Linked DNA regions of Zea mays: all the other regions are linked to region 3. The links are chromatin contacts, called in public Hi-C maps. All regions are on one chromosome and are shown on one strand. Each heading gives the region's core, a stretch centred on a gene start, on an enhancer-like site or on the middle of the called end of the contact. The rest is flanking DNA. Distances are from core to core; before and after follow the strand shown. Region 1 holds the start of LOC103646106 (eukaryotic translation initiation factor 3 subunit C). Region 2 holds the start of LOC100275524 (Protein TRIGALACTOSYLDIACYLGLYCEROL 1 chloroplastic). Region 3 holds the start of LOC103646105.

Evidence for each region. A called contact is a pair of places that touch in the nucleus more often than the background predicts.
Region 1: a Hi-C map of ear shows a contact between it and region 3, with 2.0 times the contacts expected there. The contact joins the promoter of LOC103646106 here to the promoter of LOC103646105 in region 3. A contact is called at or near these places in 5 of 25 Hi-C or Micro-C datasets (ear, endosperm, leaf and 1 more).
Region 2: a contact with region 3 is called in a Hi-C map of tassel, with 1.9 times the contacts expected there. The contact joins the promoter of LOC100275524 here to the promoter of LOC103646105 in region 3. A contact is called at or near these places in 2 of 25 Hi-C or Micro-C datasets (endosperm and tassel).

The regions. Positions count from the first base shown.
Region 1 is chr2:21,071,591-21,074,454 of Zm-B73-REFERENCE-NAM-5.0, forward strand. It overlaps LOC103646106 (eukaryotic translation initiation factor 3 subunit C), which reads left to right and starts at 1,465. Exons shown (of 4, transcript XM_008670830.4): 1 at 1,465-2,359.
Region 2 is chr2:20,748,931-20,751,820 of Zm-B73-REFERENCE-NAM-5.0, forward strand. LOC100275524 (Protein TRIGALACTOSYLDIACYLGLYCEROL 1 chloroplastic) reads right to left here and starts at 1,390. Exons shown (of 1, transcript NM_001149583.2): 1 at 1-1,390. The coding sequence starts at 1,297. The coding sequence ends at 290.
Region 3 is chr2:20,879,338-20,882,379 of Zm-B73-REFERENCE-NAM-5.0, forward strand. It overlaps LOC103646105, which reads right to left and starts at 1,650. Exons shown (of 8, transcript XR_004856158.1): 1 at 1,519-1,650; 2 at 946-1,392; 3 at 719-842. It also overlaps a transcript of LOC100283064 not described here.

The DNA of each region.
Region 1 (2,864 bases), core at 215-2,714, 190 kb after region 3:
GCTTCGAAGGACGAAAGTTTTTAACCATTAACATTTGTGTTGCCTTATTCTTAACTCATAGCATTTGAGAACAAGTCCCAAACAGCATCAGCAGGAATGCCATAAGCAAGGATGCGAACAGCAGCAACAACTTTCTGCAGAGCAGAAAGACCTATCTCACCGGCACATTTTGAGCGTGAATAAAGTATGGATCGACTTGTTGCACAACATCAACCAAGCGCTCAAACACATGGCGACGCATACGGAACCTACCATATAATAAATGTGTGTCACTGTAAGGGCTGATCAAGTTAAGTACATGTCAAAATGAATGTGCACATGAAATATATGAAATACCTCCTATGGAATTGAGCATCCGTGTACACGGGTTGGGCTCTAAAGTAGTCCGCTCGGATTCTTGCATCGCCGCTCATGTGATCACGATGAATCCGAACACGCCCAGGAATGGAACCACCGTGACGACGCTCGTTGCGTGCACGACGCCTCCTAATATGCAGGTACGTCGCCATCTGCAACTCTTCTTCTTCCTCTTCCATTTCTTCCATCATCCTAACAAGAAAATTGGATTCTAAGTACGGGTTCATTATTGTGGAGATTTGAAAGACAAGTGTGAGTGAAGTATTGAAGCATCAATGGTTATTTATAAAACGAGTAGGCTTCGGATACAAGCCATCGTGCTGGCGTGCAGACGAAGCTTGTCGATGGCTTGTTGAAGAAGTGTCATGGCTCATGGTGGAAGCATGTCAATCTAGAAACATATTTTTATACTAATAAAATACTATGTGACGTTTTATCGACAACAATTGCACACAATATCACATCGAATGTTAATTAACATTTACAATTAGAAATTATTAATCAAGCATTGTTTCGGAGGTTATTATTTGCAAATTAATGAAATACACTTTTTTGCGCATCCTTTGTATTGCGTTAAATGGGAAGAAAACAAAGAAAACAGGAAAAGAAATAGAAAAAGGAAATATGTTAACACTGTAGTTTTAGGAGACCGAATTTAGGGGACGCTGCTGGAGACTGAGAAGATATAGAGGACAAAATCTTTTAGTGTGTGCTGTAAATGACACAGAATATTTCTTTAGGCGATGGAATTTAGAGGACGCTGCTGGAGACACCCTAAATCAATTGGAGGCCAAGAACGGAACAATGTTGCGGTGGCGGGACTCTAGCTCCAGCCTCCAGGTCAAGCTTACGGCGGCAGCGCCCTAGCCGGCCTGCCCTGCTCGTCTTCTCCCTTTGGCGGACAGCATGTTGGCATCGGACGTCCGCACCGACGCATTTCTTCAGCGTCGCGCCGCCGCCGCCCCCAGGCCAGGCTCGCCCCTCGCCATTGCCAGTGCCATAGCTCCAAATCAGGTAGCCGCTCGCCCTCGTCCTCGTGAACTTGCGATTTGGTGCCTGTTAGGACATAAGAACCACCGAACTCGGGTTTATGACGTCTCAGGTACCGTTCGGTTTTCACGGAACGGAGGCATGACAATTTCTAGCTGGATTTCTTCTTTATGTTATATAAATTTTGATTAGCTGTAACGATTTCAAGTCTATTCGTGGACAAACAAACAAGCTCGGGTTTGGTTTGTAATACATAGGTATTACCGTGAAATTTGGGTTGGTGGAGGGGTTTTAGGCTGGCTCCAGCAAGGACCCCTAAAGGGTCCTCTACCCTAAATATAGAGGACCAAACGGTCCTCTATGCTCTCTAGCAGCGTCCTCTAAACTGTCTTTTAAATTTAGAGGACGCTACTGGATTTTCTATATATAGAGTTTCTTTAAACAGTTCTCTATACATTTGAATACTTTAAATAACCGGTTTAGCAAAACTAAAATATGCACAATACATTTGAGAGTATGACAAATACATATGTATAAAAAATAAAAATAAAAAATGTCTCTAATATATGTATTTGAGTATAGAGGACGTAATTTAGAGGATATTGTTGGAGAGAAAAGAGATATAGAGAATAAAATCTTTTAGAGAAGATTGTAAAGGACGGATATAGAGAATTAATATAGAGAACGTTGCTGGATACAGCCTTAGCAGCGATAGAATCTGGTCAAGCACGTCTCTATTTAGCCCACGTACAGCCCACGAAACAGCCACAGCCCACGGTGTAACCTTGATATTTAAGAAGCAGCAGCATTGCCGCATCCACATCCCCGTCCCTGGTGGTCGCCCCTCCTGGAGCTCGCCGCCACCATCTCGATTTTGTTTTCCCGACCACAGCGCCACCGCCCAACGCTAACCTGCCGCTCCACGAGTCTCGACAAATTATCGACGCGACTGGCACCCCTCCCCCTCCACTGGTGATTGTCGCCGTCAGCATCTTCCTCCGGTCCTCCCAAGGTGAGCGCCGACCTAATTCACAAATTATGTAGCAGTAATTAGAAGATCTCGAATTCTCGAGCTGCCTTCGGTAGGAAGGCCCACGTGTTCCCGATGCGAATTTGGTAGGAAGGGCCATATGTTCTATATGTGAATTTGCTCCATGCGCATGTCCAGGATTATCTAAATGCATATCTAGTACCATTGTCACGTTCTTTTGTACTGATGACAAGTTTGGTTTAACTGATGCTATCTGGAAGAGCTCGAACTGTATATCCTAGTTCCTATTATGAATCACCAACATTATATCATTTTTTGTCATTTGCGAACAATCCAATTTGAGGTGAACCCTGCATTTGGATCTGATCTAATTACAAGCGTATACATGTATTATACTAACTTCGACTGTTTTGCAAAAAAAATATTGGGTGTGCATGTGTACCCCCATGTCGTCCGCCCCTGATATGCTGTACTTCATCTTCTGTTTCATAGTCATTTGTTTTGTAGAGTAATTTTTGAGGATTGA
Region 2 (2,890 bases), core at 140-2,639, 130 kb before region 3:
TGATTTTACATAATTTTCAAGGATATGCATGGGTTACACTGATTCAATCCGACCAATACTTTCATGAATAAGGTTATACATGAATCACTGGCAAATAATTGAGCAGCAGTTCAGTACAACAAAGGTAATGATTTTCGTAGGTATCAAGGGGAAACAACTATGCATGTCACCTGGACTGTGGCAGAAGTTGCAATGTTCACCTACTAGAATCCAGTGCACCACTCTTTTTAATGTACAAGACTATGCTATCCTCCTAGAAAGGAAAAAACTTCCTCTGCACTGACCCACCTCAACCCATTGCATACTTGAGCGAATCACCAGCACCCTGGAAGAACAGGCACGAGAGAGCAAAGTCTGCAATGAAGATTCCAACCAAGGAAACAACTACGGCAGATGTTGTAGACTCGCCAACACCCTTGGCTCCTCCATGGGTTGTAACTCCCCAGGCACAGCTCACCACCGCGATAATGGCACCAAACACTTGAGATTTGAGCAAAGAGCTGATCAAGTCCCATGGCCGCAGCGCCCTGCGCGCCGACTCCAAAATGATGCTGACGCTGACGCCAAACACAGAATCGGCCAGGAACGCCGAGGACGCGAGGCCGAGCGCGAAGCTGATCAATGTCAAGACCGGGAGCGCGAGCACGCAGGCGAGCACGCGAGGGACCACGAGGTAGTCGACGGGGTGGGCACCGAGGACGCGTAAGGTGTCGGTCTGCTCCGACACCTGCATGGTGCCGAGCTCGGCGGCGAACGCGGAGCCGACGCGGCCCGCGGCGACGACGGCCGTGACGACCGGCGAGAGCTCGCGCGCGAGCGCGAGCGCGAGGACGCCGCCGACGGAGCGGTGGAGGCCGAGGCGGGTGAACTCGCGCACGAACTGGATGGTGAAGGCCATGCCCACGAAGGCAGCGGTGAGGAGCGCGACCCCCGCGCTCCCGGGACCCACCCTACGGAGCTGCGCCAGGAGGTTGCGGCGGTGGACGCGGCCCGTGAGGACGCGGTGGAAGACCTGGCCCGCGAGGAGCAGCGCCGACAGCCCCCGCCAGATCGCGCGCGGCGGGGACCAGTTGGCGAGCAGGGAACCCGGGGCGGCGGGGGCGGGCGAAGGGGACGGTGGGGGAGGAGAGCTGTTGCTATTGCTGGCGGTGGTGGGCGTGAGGGACAGGCGCGGGACGGGTAGGCGGCGGCGAGACGGCTGTAAGCGGAGGAAGTACGATTTGCGGGTGGATTGGTGGAGGCGCGGGTGCGTCGTGGCGGAGGTGGGGCGTAGGTGGAGCGCGGCGGCGAAAGACATGGCTGCGGTGGTCGGAGATCGGCTTGGCGCCGGCGGTGACTGGAGTGCGTGTGGGTGGGGGTGGGGAAAGAGATGGCCAGATGGGGAAACGGCGAACGGTTTGGTGCGCGGAGGGGATTATTGTCGTGAAGTCGTATACTCAGTACCGCAGGCTTTGGGCCAGGAGCCCACGAGGGAGGCTCTACTACTCTAGTGTCAAGCAGGCAGGCAGGCTGCTGTGTGGAACGTCCGCTTGCTTTATCATGGGCTCGCGCACGCCCAGTTATGGGCTCCAACAGAGAGGCCCTGGGCCCAAATAAACGCCCACATGATTCACAGCCTGGCTGGCTGCACTCGAGCTAGCTGGAGTCTCTTTAACCACACTGAACGTCCTGCGTTCCACTTTTCGCGTCACTGAACTGAAACCAAACCAAAGCAGCAAGCTGTACAAAAGGCATCTACGTACTAGTAGGCTTCAGAATTAAAGAGTACCCCTACTTGCTTTCATGCTCGTACGTACGTAACATTAGTAGGTACGTGATCCAGTACGAGTGTACCAGTACATGATAGCCTGTGCGGTACAGTACACACCGCTCTCCTGCTTCCTGTCCTGTCCTGTGTGCTCAGACTTTTAGTTTGCAACCTGAAACACCGCTACTGGGCCGTCGTTCTCACACGCTCGCCTCTAGCTGGTTCACGAACATGGATGATCAGATCAGATCAGATCATGGGAGCAACCAACCATGGAGGCCGGGGATGTAGAGTCAGGCAGGCACATGCCGCTTTTTTTACGCTATATATAATTGCCAATGCCAAAGTAGAGACACACACTACGGTGCGATATGGCCGGTGGTGCAGTAGAGCTCCTAGCTAGCTACATGAGCGAGCAAAAAAAAACTATTAGTCACCAAGTCGGTTCATGCAGACGGGGTTGGTGAAAGGGCCAGGCTAATGGACAAGCAAAAAACAAGCAAACTGATTTCAAGGGAAACGATTCTCTCTGTCTTCCTTCCCCCAGCTTCCCTTTTTCAGCTCATCGTTCACGGCCGGAGATGCTTCCTGCCTCTGCAATCCGCAGAGTGCAGTGCTGTGAGGCTACCCTGTTTTTGTGGGATGGATGGTGCATGCAGAAGCTATACTCTTTAAAAACGGTGCCAGTTTTGTGTCTGTATTTGTGTGGACCGACCAAATGAGCTCATCCGCTGTGCCATACTCTCCACCATTTTAAGGCTTTTCTAGTCCTACAGCCATATTTCGCCGAAAGGTTTTCCAATGCAAGGTTAGTTTAAAAACCTTATTTTTCCAAATGATTTTTTATCAAACTAGCCCTAACGTAAATTAGTTTATTTTTTATTTTTGGAAAATAGAGTTCTGAAACTAGCCCTAACGTAAATTAGTTTATTTTTTATTTTTGGAAAATAGAGTTCTGAAACTAGCCCTAACTATTTTACTTCCATAGTAAAAACAGAGTACAATGTTACATCATTAATTTGTTTTGCCTTCTCTATCTTGCATCAATCCATCTTATTTGGCATGGCACGCAGTGGTACTGAAACTCAAATGGACGAAGCCCCTACTGGCACTTAAAAAAAAAAGAAACTACTCCATGCAGAC
Region 3 (3,042 bases), core at 400-2,899:
CTGCTTATACATGATGTCCACTATCCCACAGAACCGGATAGGTAAGCAGAAGCTTGTTAATCATGCAAGCAGTAAATAGGAATTTACAGAACAAGAAAGTAGAAAGAGCATGTAGCATAAAACACTGACATGGAAGTTGATTGATTTTCATGCTGACACAGAGGAAACACGACAGGTTCTTGCTCCAGTTCAAGCTCCAGCCGATTCAAGCTCCAGTTCGCCCAGCCCCAGCCGGACGACAGGTGCCAGTAGACCGAGGAGGGCCAAGATCCAGCAGATGCAACTTGCGCCAGATAAAACGGAGAGAAAACACGACAGGGCAACGAGAAGTGTAGTTCAGGGTTTTAGACTTCGGCTCCAACCAATTCCACACGCCTACTGTTTGTTTTTGGCCACTTGCAGAGACATGTAAATACAACGGAATTTATGTTCAATGCCACCTCAGTGTTTAATCACACAGTTCAGGTTTATGTAGTAGTGCTGTCAACGTGAAGTCCTCGCACTAACATGAAGTCCTCGCACTAACATTAAGGCCTCGCACTAAAAATAGAAATTCACCCATCGGCTTTGTGATCAACAGCTGTCAACGTCGGCACCAGTGCTGATGCGGCAAACCCACTAAATGCATTACCCCGTTCAGGTTTATGTAGTAGCTACAATTAGCATATAAACCTAAACCACGAACAGCAGTAGAAAAAACAAAAAAAGAGAAAATCACCTTGCCGCTGAATTTCTTCTCCAGCTCCCTGACGAGTCTGACATGGATCTTCCTAAAGGCCTTGCGCAGGCGGTATGGGACGTGGATGACAACAGCCTTCCTGCTCCCGGTAACATCCATCTGGCTGCAAAGTCACAACAAACATCCTCACCAAATGTCACAACCATGCACCACATACTACTACATCTCAACAGGCGATAGAAGATAGAAAGAAACGTTACGCATACATAGCATTGTTGATGTACAGGTCCTTGAGGTCGCTCTTGAGCTCCTGGTTCCCGTTCTCCAGATCAAATAAAGCATGCAGGTACAACAAGCCAAAAAGCACATCACAACCCCGACACATTGGGAACCACAAACAAACAGAGCAGCAGTTCAAGGAAAATAAACGCAGTAAAAGGAGGAGAGAGGAGGTGGGTTGGCGCTATGCTCACCTGGGCAACGGAGTCCTCGAACTCGGAGGGCTCAAGGCCCTTCTCCTTCTGGATCTTCTTCCTCGCGGTGTACATCTTGCCTTCCCTTCGCCGCCGGACCCTGCGACCAAGGAGGAGATTCGATAAGCAGAGCACGGATCAGCAACCAGCGCAAGGGGAGATGATAACCATAGAACGCGAGGGCAGATCGATGGAGGCGCAGCCGAAGTGAGCTGAGCCAGTGCTCCTCACGCACGAGACCTACAAGTACAAGCATGACAGCCAAATCGCATCAGTGGGGGCACTGCAATGTGCTAGGAATCATAGGTCATTTCGTCAGGGATGAGGATGAGGGCGTTGCAATCAACCAAGCACGGGGGTGTGTACCTTGACGGGGTCGGACGCGGCGACGCGGGATCCGGCGGCGATGGCGCGGAGGGGCGCGGAGAGCGCCGCCATAGGTGGGGGTGGGGAATGGGAGCGGGCGGGCGGGCCTGCGCGTACGGTGCGGCAGAGACGAGTGCGGGAGGGACGCGGGATGCGGCAGGGGCGTTGGATGCGAGTTGGACGCTCTGGATGTGGCAGAACCGTGCACCATGGTTGGCTGTGAACGTCTACAATAGGTACTTAATTAGTAGTAGAGACTAGAAAGTAGAAACCCCCCTTAATTTGATGAAACTAGTCCTGTTTTGCACGATGACTCAAGGTGTTGACATTGTGTATATTCCTGTGCCTCTCTTGTATTGTCATGTACGTTAGGGCGATGCGGTCTTGACTCACATTTGTAACAACAATACCTAGGTTTGGTTGGGGTGTTTGTGTGCCAAATTATTATTATTTGTAACTTTGTTGATGACTGTTTAGGAAGATACTGACATTGTGTAGTTTGCTTGTTAAATTTGATCAATTCAGATCACAATCTGTTTAAGCTAAGCAGTATTTATTGGCTGCAGTTCAGAATCATTTGTTTTAAACTTCACGTGAGATTGGTCTTCAAAGGTTATAGAACTGCAGACGACATATGCAGCTGTATTCATTCATCCTGTGAATAGATATGATGCTTGTACCACTTAGCGTTTCTTTTGAATGAGATGAAATGCATCTAATAAACTAGAAAGAGAGTGATGTCAGTAGGTTTAGTTAACTGATTAGTTTTTGCAAAACATGACTTTTGCTTTGAAGCTCCGAATAACTTTGAAGTATAAAGCTGTGTTTGAAGCAATAATGTTGTATAGCATTTTCTAAATGCTTGATCATGAACCTATTATGTATGTAATGCTAAAAGTTTAATAAAAATACATGCATAAACAGAATTGGACTGAAGTTGCTTAATGAAATGTTTCAATGTTGCCTTTTCTGTCCAGTACATTGGTTGTCCTTGAGGCAAGGTCTTGCAACATTGTTTGTCATGGGTCTGAGTTGTGCGCCATACTGCTTTGATTACTGACCATGATTTGTGAGATAAAAAGTGTCATGCATGCAAAACTATGCTCTCACTCGCACCACAAGAATTCTTCTAGCAACCTGCAGGCTAACTACTCGCACTTCCATATTCTTTTTTTTTCATCGTTACTCCCTCCGCTCCAAATTGCATACATTATCAATTTAGTTTTATTAACTTGTCCATGAAATATGTTTTGATAGTGCATTTATTTGAATTTTTAGATGTCAATACATTTTTTTTCCTAAAAAAATATGGTTAAAGTTAGATTTTTTTTGATTTAACTATATTAATTTGAAACGGAGGGTGCATTTAAGAGCGAGAAATCATGCCTACCATCTTAATACGGAACTCATTAAAAAATTCATTCATATAGCATACACCATGAAATCTAGATCCAGATTCTATTTCTACCTGACCGACATTTTCGTTTGTATCTGACTAGGCTTGTCCGTCTGCGACTCAATTCT